2 separate regions of the Arachis hypogaea genome follow, and region 1 is linked to region 2. Evidence: chromatin contacts called from public Hi-C data. All regions are on one chromosome and are shown on one strand. Each heading gives the region's core, a stretch centred on a gene start, on an enhancer-like site or on the middle of the called end of the contact. The rest is flanking DNA. Distances are from core to core; before and after follow the strand shown. Region 1 holds the start of LOC112801534 (protein GAMETE CELL DEFECTIVE 1, mitochondrial). Region 2 has its middle 16 kb from the start of LOC112801531.

The links. A called contact is a pair of places that touch in the nucleus more often than the background predicts.
Region 1: a contact with region 2 is called in a Hi-C map of an unstated tissue, with 4 times the contacts expected there. The contact joins the promoter of LOC112801534 here to the enhancer-like site in region 2. A contact is called at or near these places in 2 of 8 Hi-C or Micro-C datasets (leaf and an unstated tissue).

Annotation. Positions count from the first base shown.
Region 1 is chr5:44,574,603-44,579,168 of arahy.Tifrunner.gnm2.J5K5, reverse strand. LOC112801534 (protein GAMETE CELL DEFECTIVE 1, mitochondrial) reads right to left here and starts at 2,823. Exons shown (of 3, transcript XM_025844323.3): 1 at 2,072-2,823; 2 at 65-251. The coding sequence starts at 2,673.
Region 2 is chr5:43,911,892-43,915,934 of arahy.Tifrunner.gnm2.J5K5, reverse strand. No RefSeq gene overlaps it. Among protein-coding and RNA genes, the nearest start is that of LOC112801531, 16 kb to the right of the region's middle. Within about 2 kb of position 2,279, at least 1 of the 3 cell types and tissues checked has open chromatin away from gene starts, as enhancers often do.

The DNA.
Region 1 (4,566 bases), core at 1,574-4,073, 660 kb before region 2:
AAATGGTGTTAGTGCCTTGTTTCAGCACTCGAAATGCATAATTTGAATATATTTATAGACACACCTGAAACTTGCTATAAGCAATCCGACGCTCAAATTCCTGGAGAAGTATATCCTCTTCTCTCTGGGACATCTCCCATATGTTTCCATCTTGAGATTTAGATATTGTTTCCCACCCATCAGGCATGTTTTTGAACTCAGAAGTTGGAACTTCTGTGTTGTTCAGATCATTGTTGCCGGAGTCGAAGATGCTACAAGTGTTTAGAGCATTAAGTGCAACATACAGAAATAGTACAGCACTATTGTATATGTATTTGAAATTATTGTAGTTGCTGTAGCATACATAAATTAGGAAAGGAGGAGGAAGCAGATTTGTTTTGTTTTGGGGGTCGGGGGGATCGTGAACTAAAAGAGAAGGTGCATGTTAATATATAAAACTAATCGGAGGATTGATTCTTACAACACCATTTAGCTAAATAAAAAATGGAATTTCATCACATAGAAAAGCACTACACTGAGCTATACTTTGTCCAAACTTCAAGCCTAATTATCTATTATAACATGGGGTGTGTCACAGAATAATTAGAAATGAATCACAGGCATTAGCAAAAAGATTAAGTTATCGGGAAGCTGGTCATTAACAGTAGAAAATGGAATAAACTAGGATTAATTGATAAAATGAGATACTATCAAACACTCCTGAATCCTTGCTAAGAATTTTCAAAAATTATACATGGTGCCATGTTTATATTTAACATGAGAAACTATCGTTTTATAATTTATTAATTTTATTTAGATAGACAACTATGTTGAATGGCAACTTGTCAAAGCAACATATGCATTAACATTCCCATTGACGAGACCACATTCAACACAAATTTGACATGCCCTACGCTATCAAAGTAGCTATAATGCCTCATAAGATTGTGTGCAGTCACCAATAACATAAAGACATTAAGGCCTCAGACCTCAGTGCCTCACAAAGCCGACTTTAGTTCAATTCTTGAGATTTCTCATTGATGGATTATTATAAAAATGTAACAGCAATACTATATGACCAACAAATTTATCATATTTTACCAACACCTGGCCAATAAAAGTATTTTTATACTAAATTCAAAATCCTAAACCCTAAATCTTAATAGTATAAAAATAAAGTGTTACCTAATATTGATAAAAAGTGTTGGCCCCTCACATTTATCAAAATGTAAAATTATAGTAAGTACCTCATTGATCTCAAAGCCATACCTGATCTTAAACTAAGACAACTCTTCCCTGCAACATAAAATTTATGTTTATCTCATAAAACTAGGAACCCTAAACTTCACTAACATGGTCCAATCCCATCTAAAATTCTCCTCACTCATCAGTATTAGGCAACTTCAACTGACCAACTCTGAATACTTACTCATAATCCAATTAGGGGACCATCCACACCATGCATTAACGTTACAAAACCTTCATTATTTGAAGAATAAAGTAACAATTAGATCTTTGAAGATGTTGAACTTGGACTAATTAGTCCTTGAAGAAAAGAAGTACCAATTAGATTCTCCAAAATAGCAAACAGTGAACATATATATCCTTCTGTCAATAAATAGTGTAAAACAAAAGAAATTGTCCATGTATTTCATTATTTATAGTGGTGCATGTCTTGTTACTGTAATTTTGGACAGTAAAATATTTATTATCTTTTGAGTTTTTATATACCCTTTATCTCTCTAATTATCGCAAATGCTATCAAAACAAGTGAAGTTTAGCTCCAAAAATTGTTATCTATATGGCTATCTTTCGTAGATAGGCACGTCAAAGTAATTAACCGTGCATAAACATCACCGGTAAGTTTTAGTTGATAAATTGATAGAAGTTCATCACATGTCTACGGTTTGCTTTTCTGGAGGGCCAAAGTGATATTGTTTTTTTCTTTAGAAACTAATTAGTAGGAAGGCAAAATCTTTGAGACCTAATTGTCCCTTTATTCTTATTTGAAAATAATAAAATAAAAGTACAAATAGAAATGTAATTCCAATTTTCAACACCGAAATTACAAGAGAGAGAGAGAGAGGCATACTCCGAGCAGCTGTCAAGCAATCTCTGAATGTCATCGCCGCCGCCGCTGCCAATGTGATCCCCCAACTTAGCCTCCTCGAGCTTCTCAATCTCCTTAACCCACAGCCCAGCGTGCACCCTTTGCTTCCTCAACCGGTAATCCTTCTTCATATTCTCCACGCTATAAACGGCACCATTTTGCACCTTCTCTTTCTCCTTCGATCCCTTCTTTCTCCTAACCTCCCAATTCTCGTTCATCTCCTCCACGAACGCCTTCGTCTCCGCGTCAGCATGAGTTTCGATCTCCGCCACCGCGACCCCGTCGGAAACGGCGGTGGAGGAAGACTCCGGCAAGGACGTGGAGGGGGAACCAAAGTTAACGTCGGTCTCCCATGGCGCCCGAGACTTGGGCGTGAGATCCTCCGGAAGCCACGCTGACTCCCACGCCTCGTTCCATTCATCTTCGCCGTTGCCGGAATCGCGCCCCGACGACCAGAACCTGGTCGCGGGAACCTTGTCGGAAAGTTTGAGATAGGGTTTGGCGGCAACCGTGAACGACGGTGCGTTTAATTGCTTCGGTTTTGATACTGAGATAGAGGTTGCGATTCTTCGAAACGCTTGCATTTTTTGTTCCTAGAAATTAGGAAGCTAAGTAGCGAAGTAGGCAAGTAGCTAAGCGCTACTCGGACCGTGAAGTAGACATTGGATTCGGAGTGGAAGAGGATAGAACATACCGTAATATGGGTTATTCGTCATTAGGCTCTATATCGCTCGCCCCATTAATGAAAAAGTAGGCCCAATTATAAACGGGTTCCCAAAAACATGAAACGCTACGAGACGGCACCCTTTTTTTTTTTTTTTTTTTAAGTTTGCGAGAGCCGAACAGGCCAATGAATCAGCCGATGAATAGTAGAATAATTGGCTCAATAATTCAATAGTCTTATCGAAATAGAATTATGGTTAAATTGATTTAATTAAATATAAAATAAATATATTAATATTTGAATATAAAATTAAAATATTTAATATAATAATTTTTAAACTAATAAAATTCAAAAATTTTATAATTTTATACAATAATTTATTTATAATTTATCGTTAAAAATTTACAAACATGTATAAATATTAAAGTTTATAACAAAATAATCAAAATATATATAATTGACAAATATATCATGATTTATTACACAAAAATAAAACAATAACAAATTTTTAACTAAAAAAAAACACCACTCATCACAAATCATAATCATAACCACATATAAGAACCACCACAATCTGTTATAGTCAGAAGCGAATTAAATCGAACAATACCAATAGGATGATGATGTTAGTTCAATGGTGACCTGAGTTTTCTATGAAAGGAATGTGACTTTGCTGTTTGCTTTGATAAGGTTACAAAAAATTAGGGTTGGATGTTAGGATGAGAGAGAGAGAGAAGGAAAAGCGGGTATGTTCTGCTTCTAGTCACACAAATTAAAAATTAGGGTTAAATTTTGGGGAGAAAGGGAAAGGCTTCTAGCCCCATTTTTATGCGAAATAGCAAATCAGCCTTTCAAAAAATTGGCCTAGTTCAACTAGTTTACTGATTAACTGTCAGTTCGGCTAATTTTTTATCGATTTTTTACAAACCAATTTTAAAATCAAGAAAACTTGTTAAAAGACCGATATTTAGCTAATCTAATCGAACCGTCAAATCCGGTCTAATTTTTAAAATCTTAATTTTTTTTACTTATATATATATATATCACGAGCTAATATATGAAAAGATATAAAATATTTATTTTTTAAAAAATATAAAAAAAACACAACTAAAATTTTAAATTATAAAGTCACAGTCAATTAAAAAGTTTAATTATTTTTATTATAAAAATATTTAAAATAAAAATAAATATTTTATATATGTTTAAAGTTAAATAAATTATTTATTAACAAAATTAACAATTTAAAATTAATTTAAAATATTTGCATTAAAATTCTATTTTTTAAAGTCTTCTATGTAAAATATATATTATTATTAGTAGAAGTAGTAGATATCTTCTCATAATTAATAAACAAAACTTTTAGTGACTTATATTGTTAACTCTTGAAAATGTTATATATAGCTAATCATATATAAAAATTAATTTGTTTAAGTACAACTAAATTTGGAATAAAAAAATTTTAAGATATTTTTTATTGTTATGACAAAAATATTAAGATAAAATACTGTTTTAGTCTTTAATATTTGAATTAAGTCCAAAATTTTAATATTTAAAACATCTTATTTTAATTTCAAATATTTTATTTTATTCTATTTTAATTTTTTGATCAATTTTTTTTTTCAAAAGTATCATATTTTCTATTATATTTTTTTTAAATAGCAGCAAATTGAAAATCATAATTATAGTTGCCATAATGGTGGTCGTAGTAATTTAAGAGTAAAAATTACGGAATAATAATAATAATAATAATAATAATAATAATAATAATAATAATAATAATAATAATAATAATAATAATAATAATAATAATAAT
Region 2 (4,043 bases), core at 1,030-3,529:
AAAAATTAAAGTATTTTCACATTATAACAGATGTAATAATTAAGAAAAAAATGTAAACAATAAAAGGAATAATAAAAACCATTAAACAAAATGACTGACCTATATATTGTTATCAGTGAGAAAGAGCTGATAAGATTTAAAAGGTAATAAATGAGATTTAAACTTAGACTGTATAGTATAAAAATATTATTAAAAAATCACTTGAGTAGCAAGAGTATCATTCATTTTTTTCATATCATCTAATATATTATCTTGGATTTGGATTCGCCTGTACAACAGTAAAACTCTTAATACAAGGCTATTTGAGATCTTTCATAATTAATAGATAAATAAATGAATAATGCTAAAAAAAATTTCGGTTAAAATTAATCAAATTTTTAAATTATTTTATTTATAGTAAATTTTAGATCTTAAATCCTAAACTATTAACTTTAAATTTTAGGTTATAAATTTAAATTTTAAAATTTTTTAATATTAACTATCTAAAGTAGATTTTTTATATGAGTAATACTATACATACAAATATTTTTATAGTCAAATCCAATCAAATTAACATAAATTCAACAAAAGAAAATTCAGTATACAAATTTTTGTTGAAGAATATACAAACATATTGACATAACACATAAATTTTTACATATACCACATAAATTTTTAAATATAACAAATAAATTTTTGTCACAAATATAATTGATTAATTGAATAAATTAATATTCTAAGCATATGATTTTTTTAAAATTTTTGTGCTATATATAAAAAAATTTTATGTGTTATACACAAGCTAAGGACGAAGCTTTCCATTGCCAATCAGGACCATGGCTGCCCCAACTCTTTTATAAAACTATTAGTACCAGATGTTTATTTGATATGATTAGTTTAATTGAGTATAATATTTTTTTAAACTCTCACTTTTTTTATTTTCATTTCATTTTCTACCAATCTCATACTCCATTGCCTCCTATGTTACATTATTGCTTTTTCATACAATCAATATATTTTTTTTATTTCACATGAATAACAAACTAATTAATTGAAGACTAACAAAATTTTTACACATTCTTAATATCATTTCCTACAAAATTAAAAGAGCTAAAGATCTCCAAAAAAAAAACAATAATAAATCAATTATTTTAAAGTTAATTTAAAAGATGATTTTTTTTAATGATAATTTTTTTATTTATATTAAAAAAAGTACTAAAATTTTTTTATTTTGATTTAATTGTTAAAAATTACTTTTATTTGTAAAATTATTTATTTTTTTTGTCATATTTCTAACAAATTTTAAAAATAATTATTTATACATTTTATTTTAATATAAATATTATTATATAATTTTTATGTTAAAACTTTTTATTAGCCCTTTAAAAATTCTCTTCAAACTCTGTCACCAAGCTGTATATCAAAAATTTTTATCATATATCGAAATTTTTGTACTATATATATATTGTTGGTTGGGGTCAATATTTTGAATATGTAATTTGTCAAAAAAATTTGCGATGAACACCAAAATTTTTATGCTATGCACTAAATTTTATGTGCTGTGTGTATTTTGTTGGTTGGATGTTAATATTCTGCATACGTAGTCATTTAAAAATTTATGTGTTGTACATTAAAATCTTTTGTGTTGTGAATCAAAATTTCTGTGTTCTAGTTTCCTAAACATATAGCAAAAGAAGAAGACGAAGACGACGACAACGACGACAATGATAATAAAAAAAGAATGAGAAGAAAAAATAATGAGGAGAAGAAATCAAACAAGAAGAAGAAGATGACGACGACGACGACGACGAGAATAATAAAAAAAAAGAAATTAAAAAGAAGAGGAAGAGAAAGAGGGAGGGAAGAAAGAAGAAAAAACAACCATGACAAATATTTATATATATTTGTTTGAAAAAATAAACTGTGACTTGATTGAGTATTTGATTTAAAAAAGTTTAAAAGCCTAGTTTTGTTATTGTTTTCATATTTTCTCCTAGCAATAGAATACTCAAAGATTTCTAAAGCACATACAAATGGAAATAATTAAAGCTCTTAGACAAAAAAACATTGTGATCCTTGCATTGTGATAAGGATAATCTTGTACTATTTAAGATAAAGTTGTTGGACAATCAATCATATATAAGTGAGCATATAAAATGTGCAATGTTTATTGTGATGGTTTATAAGGAGACAAAGAAAATTGTGGTGATGTTGAGTAAGTGGCGGATGGATATAATTTATCATAGCTTTGGACATTACTGGTGGCATAAAAAGGAATCCGAGTCCAATATATCCCACCACTTAATAATAAGAGATTTTTTAGCTGGCATGTTCACTTTATGCCAATTTTATGTGCCATCGCCTCTGTGTACTACATAAACCTTTTTCCCCGAATAAATACTAGATTTAATTGGATCCTTATTCATTTATATAGAAGACAAAGCAACTATTAATTAAAAAAAACTATAAAATAATTCTTAGTCTTTTTTTTTTTCTAAAAATAAAGAGATTCAAATTCGTAACTTTTTAGGTGAGTATAAAAAGACTATGTTATTTACTTTACTTTTTTAATCCAAAACAATATCATTAAAACAAATTATTCAATCTCTTAAATACACGTTATTATTTTAGGTGAAAATGGATTAATATTTCTTAAAAAAAGAGTAAGTGAAAGATTAGCATATCGTCTTGTCATTTATAATTTATTTTTTATTAGGAGACTAGGGGGTCGTAGTGTAATCTTTCATAAAAATAGACAAATGACAAATTGGATATTTACTTTTTTTTAAAAAAAATAAATTTAATTAGGTCCATCAAATACCTATTAGACCACCAAAAATAATCAACTTATATTTGCATATTTGTTTATGTTATTATTTATAAATTTTCTAATAAAATAATTCATCTTTAAAATATTCAAATATTTTATACAAAATATTCAAATATGTCATGGTAATATAATCAAACTCTTTTGTGACACTAAATATGTGTCTTTATACAATGACTGATAAAGCTAAGTTTTTGTGTTTATATAACAGTTGATTATTAAATATATCGATTGGATAAGAAAATTATTATTATTATTATTATTATTATTATTATTATTATTATTATTATTATTATTATTATTATTATTATTATTATTATTATGTTTTTTTTTTTACAAATTTGATTGATTCACCATATATATAAAATAGTGTTACATACACTAACATACAAACTAATGCCTCTTGTTATAGTGGTCAATTCAAGCATAAGAGGCTCACTTGATTTGGTGGGAAGCCAGAGAAGTGAAGAACAATTGGGCAGCTCAAAGATCTGTGAAGATATATTATAAAGTTTAAGGCAAATATGGTTTAATTATTTGACACCTGGGATGAGAAAAAGAGAAATTAAAGTAGCTTCTAGCTCCACAGGCTTTTTAGCTTAGATAATGGAGGGTGGATAACACGTATTGATCCTCTATATGAAGTTGGGATTCTGATGAGTTCGTTTTATATGTCCTTTCTGTGAGATGAGATATGCTATATTCATCAAAAGTGACTACTATTCATGGAGGAAAGACTAGCATCAAAAAAGAAGGTTCTCCATATTAATTAGTTTATTGCTTCTTTATGCTCAAAGGTGAAATTATTAAATAAAAAGTACATGATACCACGGGGTGCATCCAGACGTACTTCTAAAAGAACATACCAAGAGACCAATACCTCCTGTCATCTCTATCCCGATTTCCCACTAAACTCATCTCAATTGGGGATTCAAGGGACCTTATGACAAGAGCGTCATGGATGCCGATATGGATGCCGATATGTTTTTTTGGGTGAGTTTATTTTTTTATTTTAACAAATTGAATCCTCAAATTTAAAGGGTAACAAAATTTATAAAAACATTAATAGTCCGATTGCACAATGGGAGAAATTTGAGATTTGATGGTACACAAATTTGTGTTGAGGTAATAAATCTAAAAGTTAGATTTGTGGAAACGATATACAAGCAAGTGTCTTTACATAATAAATCTGAAGGATATATATGTAAAAATTAACTCCACACTATGGTAAAACATT